3 separate regions of the Danio rerio genome follow, and regions 1 and 3 are each linked to region 2. The links are chromatin contacts, called in public Hi-C and Micro-C maps. All regions are on one chromosome and are shown on one strand. Each heading gives the region's core, a stretch centred on a gene start, on an enhancer-like site or on the middle of the called end of the contact. The rest is flanking DNA. Distances are from core to core; before and after follow the strand shown.

Region 1 (3,926 bases), core at 1,275-3,774, 150 kb before region 2:
GTCAAATTATTTGGTTTAGATCAGTAATAATTCAGTAGCAAAACATTTTTATGACAACATTGTCACCAAAGGCCACTGGTGCCATCTGTAAAGATAAATATAAAGATGTAGTCATTATTTAATATTGATTAGTAACAACAAATAGATGAATAAACAAATAAAAAACATCACTGTCACCAGCAGTCACTGATGGCATCTGTAAAGATAAATCCAAAGATTATTTGTAGTCATTATTTAATTTAATTAGCAACAAATTTGCAAAAATAAATAAACAAAAAAACAGCATTATAGTCAGCAGTTACTGATGGTATCTGTAAAGATGCATCCAAATAAAATAAATCCAAACATTATAGTCACCAGCAGTCACTGGTGGCATCTGTAAAGATAAATTCACTTATTATTTGTAGTCATTTAATATAATTTTAGTAATAGGATGTAACAATTCACCGTGAGTCGGTTGAAAATCGATTCAAATATGTGACGATTCAAATTAGTAGAAATGTTAAATGAACAGAGAGGGTGCTGTGCTTACAGGTGCAAACTCGCTTTATCTGCACATCAGAAGCGAGCAAGAGGAAAAGTGGCAGAGTAATATGACAGCGGTAAAATGTTCCAGACAAAACACAAACTGTGTGCAAACACTGCAAAAGATGTTTACTTTAACAGAACAATGGTTATGATGAGCATAAACAGTGAAAAACTACTGTCACAGATTTCTATATGCGAAAAACTATTAATAAGCCAAACCATGCGGACCAGATGATTTGCAGCTTCGCTTGCTTCAACGAGTGCTACGAAGATCACACGGTGCATCAGTGTTTGCATGGTGAAAGTGTGAAGATGTTTTCCAGACTGATAGAGAACCAGGTATAAGATTATTTGGACCCTCTCATTTTTTTTAATTAGTTCATGCATATTTTAATAATATGCTTATTATTACTAAATATTTAAAAATGTTGAAGATTATCTCTTAAGTGTATCACACTGATACTAATATTAATCAATTATACATGTTAATTATTCACCATCATAATCATGTTTAACTCTTGTCTCTATTCTACTATATAATAAATATATTAATATAATAAATATATTAATTCTAATAAATAGTAATTTTTATGCTCAATTTTTTATGCCAGAGGCCAGTTAAATGTTTCAAATAATTTTGGTAAAAAATAGTGACTAAATCTTGAATCGTGAGATTAGTATCGTAAATCGTATCGAATCGTAAGTCAGGTGAATTGTTACATCCCTAATCAGTAAAAAAAAAACATAACAGCCTAGTCACCAGTCCTCACTGGTGGCATCTGTAAAGATGCATCCAAAGATTATTTGTAGTCATAATATTTAATACTGGGAAGGAACAATAAATAAATAACATCATTGTCAATGGTGGCATATGTAAAGATAAATCCACAGATTATTCATAGTTGAAATATTGAGTTTTAAAAAATTATAAATTGGTAGAAAAAATAATAACAGCAGTCTTCAGTGACTGATGGCATTATTATTTATTAATTATTTAACAAACTACATAAATTATTATTGTTGATTTTTTTCTCCTTTTTGTTTGTGCACTTGATGTTAAGTGTTGGGTGTTTATTGTTTTAAGTGTGTCATTCTTGTTATATGTGAAGCACCACCATGTCAAAATGAATTGTCCCAAGGGGATTAATAATCTTTAAACTTTAATTTATTTGCCAAGAGAAATATACAGATTATCTGTAGTCATATTATTATTAAATTTAGATTAGTAACCAAAAATAACAATGCAACTACGTATATACTGTAAAGGTATTCAATGACACACTAACCACACAGGTCAACAAGAATTAGACATGGTCTCAGCTCATTTAAAACTATCAACAACTAAAGCCTGCATTACTTGGTCCAGAGAGTAAACAAAGGTCTATTCGTTATCCCAAAAAAAGACATTGAACCACTCACTTGTCCGAGATAAACACTCGATTCTAAACCATCACCTCTGGTTTAAAAAATGCCACTCATTCAGACAAAAGCAGAAAGAGAACGCGATATTTCCAGCATATCTAGTATAATTCAAAGTGACCTTAAAACGCTTTAAAGTCTAGCAGACTCAAATCTTTCCTACTGGCCGGACGGTCAGACTAGACTGCTGGCCAGCATCACATCCTTCAACTCCAGAAACCATTACATTTTAACAGAACAGACGGTCTGAATAATTAGCTTGCATATGGCGCACAAACGTAAACATATAAACACAAAAGTGCTGTTGGAGAATCAAACTTTAATCGCGTGCTGTTAGATTCTCAGAGTTAGCGGATTGTACGCGTTAGCCGCTAGCTTCATCTGGCCATCGCTTTCGCGGATGCAGAATATTGACAATTCTTAAAATCGTGGCATCCTACCTTTGCTTTCAATGTTTTGAAAGATATATTTGTATGACACAGTTGGATTTCAGTGTTTTAGATGTTATTTTCTTTAAGTACAACAGACGCTCCCCGGCAACTCCAGCAGCTCCGCGAGTTTCGTCTTAACAATGCAGAAGCGCTGAAGGACCCTTGTAGGTGTCTGTGTTCGTGCCTGAACTCATCTACAAATAAATGCAGGTAACATTTTTTTCTTCAAATAACGCCTGAAAAATACATTTGTTAAATATTACATTTATAAAGAAGGAACTCGTCAGATATTTATTAAGCCAAATACATTTGGAGCTTGTTCCACAATACTGGTGTCGTTTCTCAAAACTCATTCAGAACTAAACTTTGTAACAATATGAAAAAAAAGAAAACGCACATTTAATTATATGCCACATAAGGCACATTTATAGCACAACAAGAGGAAACACAATACAAAAATTGTGTTATTGGATTATATGTTACTGCATTTGCCTTTTGTTACAGACAGACAGACAGACAGACAGACACACGGCCAGACAGATAGATAAATATACAGACAGACAGACAGACAGACAGACAGACAGATCGACAGACAGACAGACCGACAGACAGACAGACAGACAGATCGACAGACAGACAGACAGACAGATAGATAGAAGATAGATAGTTAGAAGATAGATAGATAGATAGATAGATAGATAGATAGATAGATAGATAGATAGATAGATAGATAGATAGATAGATAGATAAATTAACTTTTTAATAGTTTTACAGCATCAGAATATCTCAGTCACTATACTTCGGCTAAGTCCCTGATTTATCAGGGCCACCAAAGTGGAATAAACCGTGGAACTGTGTCATAATATTGCAATCAATACTTGATTGTGGTATCGTCCCGCAGTGACCAATTTCTTTCGAATTTCTCACAAACCTCTAGTTCAATGAGTTGAACAAACTCAACAAGTTTTGTTCCATTTGGACACTTAACCTTGTTTAATAGGTTCTAAAATTTTATTGGTTGATGGTTTCTCCACTTCACCTGCAACTGGTGTGTGGGGTAAAGCACCGTTGTCTTGTGGCTGCTGTTGCATTATCCAGGTTGATGCTGCACACTGGTGGTGTTGTGTAGAGATCCCCCCACATTATTGTAAAGACATTTATGTATATTGCAATGCTTTATAAATGCACTATATAAATCTACATTAGATTATATTACTTTATATTATTCATCCCTAATGGAAGGATCTGGAACAAAAGGGTTAAAAATAGGGTAGGGTCCAAGTGATGCGTTCAAACCTCTTCGGTCGTGCAGGACAATATTATTTGTCAAACCAGCAGTCACTCAATTAGAGCCGGTATCATGGTGTTCTTATTCAAATTGTAGCACTACCGTGTTGAAAAACTGTAATACTTTATTTTTTTAGTTATCTTAGATCAAGCTTAAACATACTCATTCCAATTTTGGTGATAATAACTTAGGCATTTGACGATAACCGTTTTCAAGGAATACCGCGGTTTGGAAAAGTCAAGTGTTTAAAATCGCCAAAA
Region 2 (3,776 bases), core at 289-2,788:
TGCAGAGCATTTCTATAGTGAGAATTTATGCATAACAATCTATAAACACACTCAAGAAAAAGATACAGTTGAAATAAAGTGTTTTATCACTTTACGAGTCTGACAGTATTCAAGTACAGTGACTGAAAGATAAAATTAAAAATAATTCAATAAAATTAATCATAGTTAAGGTCACAAATGGTACAAGTTCTTATACCTTAATGCTTTTAAAAATCATAATACAATCACGGTAATCAAAAACACAAGCAAATGATAAATTATTATACAAACTTAACATCACATATCCTGCGATCTCATTAAAGCGAATAATTACAATTGCAATATCAATGCGGAACCGATATATTGTGCAGCCCTAATTGATCCCAAATTAAAAGAATACAATAGTAATTCATTGTGTATTTTCAAGTTATTCCTACCTGAAAGTACTTGAATTAATCTGCTCTAGTAATTCTCCGTTTTCTGTGAAAATACAATTATAGAATTCTAAACTTATCAACTAACTTTTTCTACAACTATATACTCTACTACAATATACCACAGTTTGCTGTATTAAAAATTTAAGTATACTACAGTATTTCTAGTTTATCAGTTGAGTAGTTAATACTGCAGTATGCAGTAGCATTCTTTAACAACGTGTTTTAAAAACTAAAATACATACAGTATAATACACGATTCTATAGTATGCTTCAAAAGCACTTTTGTATTTATTTACTATGAATTACTATAGGATTTATTCATGTGGGATTTCATCAGAATTTCTAGACTGATTACATGACGGACTATTCTAACGTTAACGTTAATTGTTCTTTAGATAACTGCAGAAACTATTCACAATGAAATTACATGACTGTTCGTTCAAAAACGAATTGTCAATCAAAGTTATCAACTAACTTTAAATCAATCAATCAATGTTATTATGTGTTAACGTTGCAAATATTCTATAGTAAGTTAATGGTCAACCTAACAGTTACGAATAATTCATTAATGCAATTTTTTGCTATTTACTTATGCCAAAATCCACTTATCTCTATATGGTTCATCTTTAGTAATAAAACCAGGCCGTATTTGACCATCCTAAACAAAATAAGTCCTTTCCTGAGTTGAATACAATTCCAAAACACACTCGCTAACGATAGCAGACAGGCTACGTTAGCCCTCATAAAAACATGAACTAACCTTCACGATGTCCAGCTTACGGCCTCAAACTTCAGCACGCCGCAAACATTATTTCATTTGTCGTTCCAGTATGGTGAATATTTAAGTTGAATGTTATTTATCATCCCACAACACATTCCTTACACTAAAAGGACAGCTGACAGGAAAGAAGAGATTTGTCTGTCCTTCGTGTATATTAACGCACGGATTTCTTGTCACTTGGGTTGCGTCGCGCCATCTGCTGTAGAGGAAGAACGAATGTAATCAATGACTGTGTCTTAAAACCTACAGAGCCACCTATATAGACAGCATGTTTGGTACGACAATACTTTGCTTCGCTGTCTAGATAGCTAGCTCGTTCGGTTATTTTACACACAACCACAAACAACAGCTATCATCTCACCGATTCAGCCACCATTTTTTCATACGGCGTAAATAACTTAAAAGTCTACTATTGTACATTATTTCGAATATTAGAGCAACCTTTTCTATAAGCCTAATGTTTTTAAGCAAGAAACAGGCATCTGGGTCCCGTTCTTCGACCGTGGTTTAACAAAGCCCGAATTAGTTCGCATAGCCCGGGTTGAGCTAGCTCGAGTCCGTACCTGAAATGGGGTTTCGGTCCACATCTCGGATTTAGGTTTCAGACTATTTACAAACAGACTGTTGTTTATTCTAACAAAAAGTCAAGATGAACATGGCTAAGCAGCGTGCTGCTTATTTCAGTGCTGCTGAATTGCAACTTTTAATGGAAGGATATGACGAAGTTAGACATTTAATAAAAACCAAAGGGAATACTATAGCGGCTGCAAGACTCCGTCAGGATGCGTGGCGAAAAATAGCCAGCAAACTAAATGCGTAAGTACAATTAATTTTTAATTACAACAATTCCGCTCCGCTGTTCTTCAATCCTACATTTTAATGGCAGATCCAATCCTTTGGGACCAAGACGAACGTGGCAGCAGGTGAAGACGAAATACAAGAACGTCGTTCAAAGTGGTTAGTCACTTTTTTGAGAGGTTTAAAATTGTTAAGATTAATCTACCTTGTTGTGGTTTAAGTTCCATAAACATTATAATGAGGGGAAATTTTAAAATTATATTGTAAAAATGTTAATTGTTAATCAGGAATTGCATATTCTGTTTCTTTTTCTCAGTAAGATATATTATGTACTTCATTATTGGCAGTACTTTATTTTACAGACCAGTTCCTCGTGTACATTAAATGTGCTACTTATTATTATAATTGCACTGGTTAATACCTAGATTCTCAGCATATCACAACGTACATCTCGTATGGCATGTGGATTAAAAACAAATGTTCATTATTCCTTAACTGCCCCACCAGGAAGAAAATAACATCCCAACACATCCCATAATTTCTAAAAATACCAGCCTCTATCTAAAATGTCAGTTTATGGTAAAAGTACCAGGAATTAATACATATAGTGTGAGAAATCTGAAAATTTGAAGTGTAAGACCATTTTATTTAAAAATATAATCAAAATAAAACAAATTGAATACTAAATCATAATTTCTTTTTTAGTATGCCTTTAAATATTTCAGATTCTCATAGGGGTATGCAAGAGGTACATACATTAGGAGCACATACAAAGAGAACAAAACAACAACAAAAAAAAGATGAAAAAACAAAAAAAACAACATCAATACTCTCAGGTGCACATGTTTGCATGTACAGTATGTGTGCGTGAGTGCATGTAAAGGTAAACAGGTGAACATGTCAGAGTACACACATAAGAGAAAGAGAAAATAAAAGATACATATCATAAAACAGCATGCATAACAGTCAATAAATGAAGCAAATAACTTAGAAATAAAACATAGATAGAAAGAGACCAATCAGTGGTGAGAGACAAGAAAGTAATGTAATGATAGTAATGTTAACAGTAAAAAGAAAAAAGGGCAACCGTAATAATAACACTGATAACTATTGTTTTTCTTTCTTTTTTTTTTGTACAATAAAACCAATGTGTAGTGCAACAGGATTATGTTTGTTTGATTTTTTTTATAAACCTACAATGCTGTAAAGTGCAAGCCATTATTTAGGACAGTCATTCTTTAAATGACACTCATTATTTAAAAGAGTCAAAACTTAGTCAACCATTTGGTAGAGATGGCAGTTACTTTAAAATTATTATCATCAACCTTTTCCTTGTTTTTCTGTGCAATCTTTTGTAGACCTTTAGCACCCTCTAGTGGGCCTCTTTTAATTTAATAAAAATTAAGAGCTTTAAATGTTTGTTTTTATTATTAACTCCATGAATACGTATAATTTAGCAAACAAGAGAAAGGCTGCATTGAAGAAGATGGGATTGGTCCAAACAAAAGAGGAGTACATAGATGAAGAGGAGCCACCAATAGAGAACAATGTAGACGGTCCTATCATAGAGAGCATAGTTGGTGGCTGCAGCTCTGATCCAGGAGATATGCCTGATATGCCTGGCTGCAGCAGTTATGTCAAAGGTATATGTGCACCACAACCTTCAGTTGTCTTCATTAATTGACCCTGCTGTAAATATACATCATTGACACAACCTCATTTCAGTGATTGAGCATGGAATTACCCTGATTCAACCACCGTTATCAGATGAAGAGCAGGAC
Region 3 (3,944 bases), core at 639-3,138, 190 kb before region 2:
TTCAAGGTTATCATACCGTCAGAAACTAATACTGGCTCATGCCTAGTTGTGGCATAAGAAATGGTGTTACCAAGTCTAAGCCTTTCTTCTTTAAAGATGAGAGCCCCATCTCAATACCAGTATAATATCACAGTTTAAAGCTGCAGCATGTGGCTTAACATTTAATAGGCAAGTGCAACAAGATTTAGATATTTTTGTCAATTCAATAATATTTATATTTTGGCTGTTTGAGATGTTTGGTCCATCCCTGCTGCGGGGAAACTAGTACTTCCAAGACTCATCTGAAATTAAACAACAGCTCTGACCATCTGAGATTTTGAATAGTCAAAAATTATGATTATAATTACATCAACAGCACGCAAGTGTATATTAGTACATCACCCATTACAATTGACTTATTTGTCTGATTGAGGTAATCTAAACTAAAATGCATAACTGCAAAGTCTACATTACAAATAACAGAAACTTACAAAAATAAGGATCAAGTAAAAAAATTCCACTTCTGTGGAGACAATTAGAACAACTGCTGTACATAGTTCATAGACTCAGAGGCCTTGTTTTCATACAATACATTAAATTCATTTGATTCACAATAGTTAAAGTTGAGATAAAGTTGGTTTCATTTTCGGACATTCATTCATTCTCTAACTGACAAATTGTGACACTTTGGCTATATTGTTTACCACTCTACCTTGAATATTTGGTCTAAAAAACCATGCAAGTATGACTTCAAAACTTAATTAGCACTATTTCATGGACTGTGAACAATGCTGTTCTTTGATAGTCTTTGACTGCTAATATGATCTCCCTACTTAGTGTGCAAAGAATAGTTTTCTGAAATTCTATAATCAAGGAGAAAGTGCAGATGTGGGAATATAAAACCAACTTCACATCAATAAGTTTTTAAATGAACGATAAAAGGATAAATAAAAGTCCTTTGTAAAACCAACACACATGTATTACTGAAATTCTTGATCCTAACAGATACAAGCTTTTTTGTTATAAAGCCTGTATTGTCAATCAGAACTTACCGATCTGAGAGGGGGTCAGACCCTTCTTGGCCAGTTTAAAGATCTGCTCTTTAACATCATCAGATGTCAATTTGAGCCACTAAAACACAAAATAATGGGATATTTTAACAGCTGTGACAATTAACATAATTAATCAGATGAAAAAAAATCTGAGTCAACAGACTTACTGTGGGGACACTTCGCCTATAGGGCAGTGCCGACTGGGACAAGCCCTTGCTGAAAAATAATAAAACATTCAAAATGTGAATTATGTGGTCTACAAGAAACATTAATTTAGAAGACAAGACAATTTCACTAAGTTAGCTTGCCAACAAAAACTACATAGAAAACAATAACTGACAACAAACTAAGACAAGCATATACACGTACAAGTTACAACTTCAAGAACAAAGGGGAAAAAGAACAGGGTAAAAAAATTAACATTAGTGTAGATTTAGATACTTCTACAAATAATTGATTTTAACGTTAAATGTATGAGGTCTGACCAGCCCGAACCGACAAACACATCTGGCAAATAAACATGCGTTATGTAAATCTGAGCGACAAAATACCCAAACCGTTAAAACACAGACCCAACGTCATTATTAACAGAACCATTACTAAGAGTTTCTCTGATGTGTTCATCCTGCAGCGCCTCGTACATGTGCTGCCATCACGCTCCACAGAGGAAGAGAACGTGGGATCACTCTGACTGCTCAAAAACGCTTTTCTAGTTCCGATTAAATAACAATTCCGGGTTCGATCTATGTTCTAAAGTGTTAACGGCGTTTTAGGACAGTGTTGAGAATAAATAAAGGTGTTTTTAGTGTAAAATAAACATTTACCCAGGAGCGTGCATACGACCCATGATGGCGGTTTTAAGAGCGAGGAAAGAGAAAGACCGAGGTAAGGCCGAGAGGAAGTGAAGTAGGGCGCCGGAAGTGATGTTAAAAATAACTTCCTGTCTGTTGATTTCATATATTTCTAAGATTTTTCTTTAACATTAATTAATTCATGTATTTCTTCTATGTTGTTTATTAAATTTAACATTACAATTGTCTTTTTTATTTTGTGCTTTTCATATGCATGCAGATGTACCGCAAAATGTTTATATATTAGGCTATAAACATTATTTATTCGGATTTATTGTTGTTTTGCACATTTATTTATTTACGTATTTATTTTCATCTTACATTTCAGGGTTTTTTTCAGGGGGGAGGATATACGGATCTCTCTCTCTCTCTCACACAAACACAGTCCCACACACACGCGCGCGCGCGCTAAATTGGCCATAGTGTGTGTGTGAATGAGAGTGTTTGGGTGTTTCCTAGTAATGGGTTGCAGCTGGAAGGGCATCTGCTTCGTAAAACATATGCAGTATAAGTTGGCGGTTCATTCCGCTGTGGCGAACCCTCCTTAATAAAGGAACTAAGCCAAAATGATTGAATGAATGAATGAATGATTCAGGGATCCTTGTCTCTCATTTTAAGCCATTGTATTTTGATTTAGCAAGATTTTTTGTTTTGTTAATTGTCCTGGTTATTTTGTGCTTTAATTGTCTTCTTATTAAAAAAAACTTTTTCTCAAATCCACCAACTGGTGGCGCTCCAGGAAAACCTGGCTGATGTAAGCATGACTGCAAAAGTATAAAAGGCTGTAGAAATATAGAATGAACAGATAAAACAGCTCCACCCAACAGTATTCCCAACTGGGCGGAGCATAGCACCTCTAGGTGTGTGTGTGTGTACAGTGCAAATTGCATTGTGTATTAAACAAACTGTAATATGTTCTACTTTTGAACATTGGCCAGGATGGACCAATATTAGAAAATTGTGTAGGCTACCAGATATCACAATTAAATGGATAGACAGTTCACCCAAAAATGAAAACTCTTGTCATCATTTACTCATCCTTTATTTGTTCAAAACCGGTTTGAGTTTTTTTTCTTCTGCTGAACACAAGATATATAGTGAATGGTAGTTGTGTTATGTCATATTTTCAGACAAGCTTGAGAGTTGAATATAAACCAATGCAAATTACTACAGAAAAGGCCAATAGTGTCTGACAAGCTGAAAATATGCATTCCATGTTATTCTGGATATTAGATATATTCTTAATATTCTAAAATAAAGCTAAAAAAGCTGAACACATGAAGAGGATGCTATAAAATAAGTGAACTAACTTATCTATATAGTAACAGCGTACCAACGAGCTGTCTCTAGAAAACATTTCCAGATATGATTTTCTTCGTTATTTGTAATGTGAGTGCTTACAGTTTATTGCATGTGAGTGAATATAATATAATAAACATAGAGAAATCAATGGGTGCAGCTTTCCATGCCCCAAATTTCCAGAATACATTGTGCTGTAAAGACATATTCTTAGTTTTCATTACCGAAGAATGTGGGGGGGAAACAGTGAATGACATTTTAAGTATTTTTGTTCCTGGAAACTTTTTTCCAACATTCTTATATATTGTTTTGTTTTTAACTTCTGTGTAATGTTACATTTTAAAAATGTTTACCTCTTTCCAACAGGAAAACCAATTAACAAACAAGAATGCATGATTATGTGGTCAGGGGGGGGCAGACTTAACCAATAAGCAGGGTAAGCAGTTGCTTAGGGCTGAATTAAGGAGCCCCAACCAATGCAGTCTATTAATTATACAGCTCTTTTATAATTATTCTATCATATGTTGTAAAATCTTTCTTTAACCATTAAGATTTTAATGTTATACCTTCTTTTCTAAACCCTCCTTTCTTCCAAGTGCACATGCAAATATAATTCACAAATCACAAGTACAGCTAATTAACTATAACTACATACACACAGTTTGTAAACTTGTTTTTTATTTGTGAATGTATTGTATTTAGTTTTACATTAAAAAGAATCCACTTAAAATATTTTAACATGCAGTTTACTCACTCAAAAAGG

Evidence for each region. A called contact is a pair of places that touch in the nucleus more often than the background predicts.
Region 1: a Micro-C map of caudal fin shows a contact between it and region 2, with 12 times the contacts expected there. The contact joins the promoter of caprin1a here to the promoter of si:ch211-107p11.3 in region 2. A contact is called at or near these places in 5 of 18 Hi-C or Micro-C datasets (caudal fin, embryo, fibroblasts and 2 more) and 3 of 4 datasets of contacts at active chromatin or transcription factors (caudal fin, embryo and gastrula embryo).
Region 3: a contact with region 2 is called in a Hi-C map of hematopoietic stem cells, with 3 times the contacts expected there. The contact joins the promoter of rps13 here to the promoter of si:ch211-107p11.3 in region 2. A contact is called at or near these places in 3 of 18 Hi-C or Micro-C datasets (caudal fin, hematopoietic stem cells and an unstated tissue) and 1 of 4 datasets of contacts at active chromatin or transcription factors (caudal fin).

What each region holds. Positions count from the first base shown.
Region 1 is chr7:26,997,753-27,001,678 of GRCz12tu, reverse strand. It overlaps caprin1a (cell cycle associated protein 1a), which reads right to left and starts at 2,524. Exons shown (of 18, transcript NM_001003484.1): 1 at 2,388-2,524. It overlaps LOC141375370 (a long non-coding RNA gene), which reads left to right and starts at 1,949. Exons shown (of 5, transcript XR_012383308.1): 1 at 1,949-2,588.
Region 2 is chr7:26,847,674-26,851,449 of GRCz12tu, reverse strand. It overlaps si:ch211-107p11.3, which reads left to right and starts at 1,538. Exons shown (of 5, transcript NM_001386565.1): 1 at 1,538-2,013; 2 at 2,084-2,154; 3 at 3,453-3,638; 4 at 3,721-3,776. The coding sequence starts at 1,853. It overlaps ext2 (exostosin glycosyltransferase 2), which reads right to left and starts at 1,328. Exons shown (of 15, transcript NM_001008400.2): 1 at 1,177-1,328.
Region 3 is chr7:27,041,414-27,045,357 of GRCz12tu, reverse strand. It overlaps rps13 (ribosomal protein S13), which reads right to left and starts at 1,888. Exons shown (of 6, transcript NM_001002079.1): 1 at 1,856-1,888; 2 at 1,199-1,247; 3 at 1,032-1,110. The coding sequence starts at 1,878.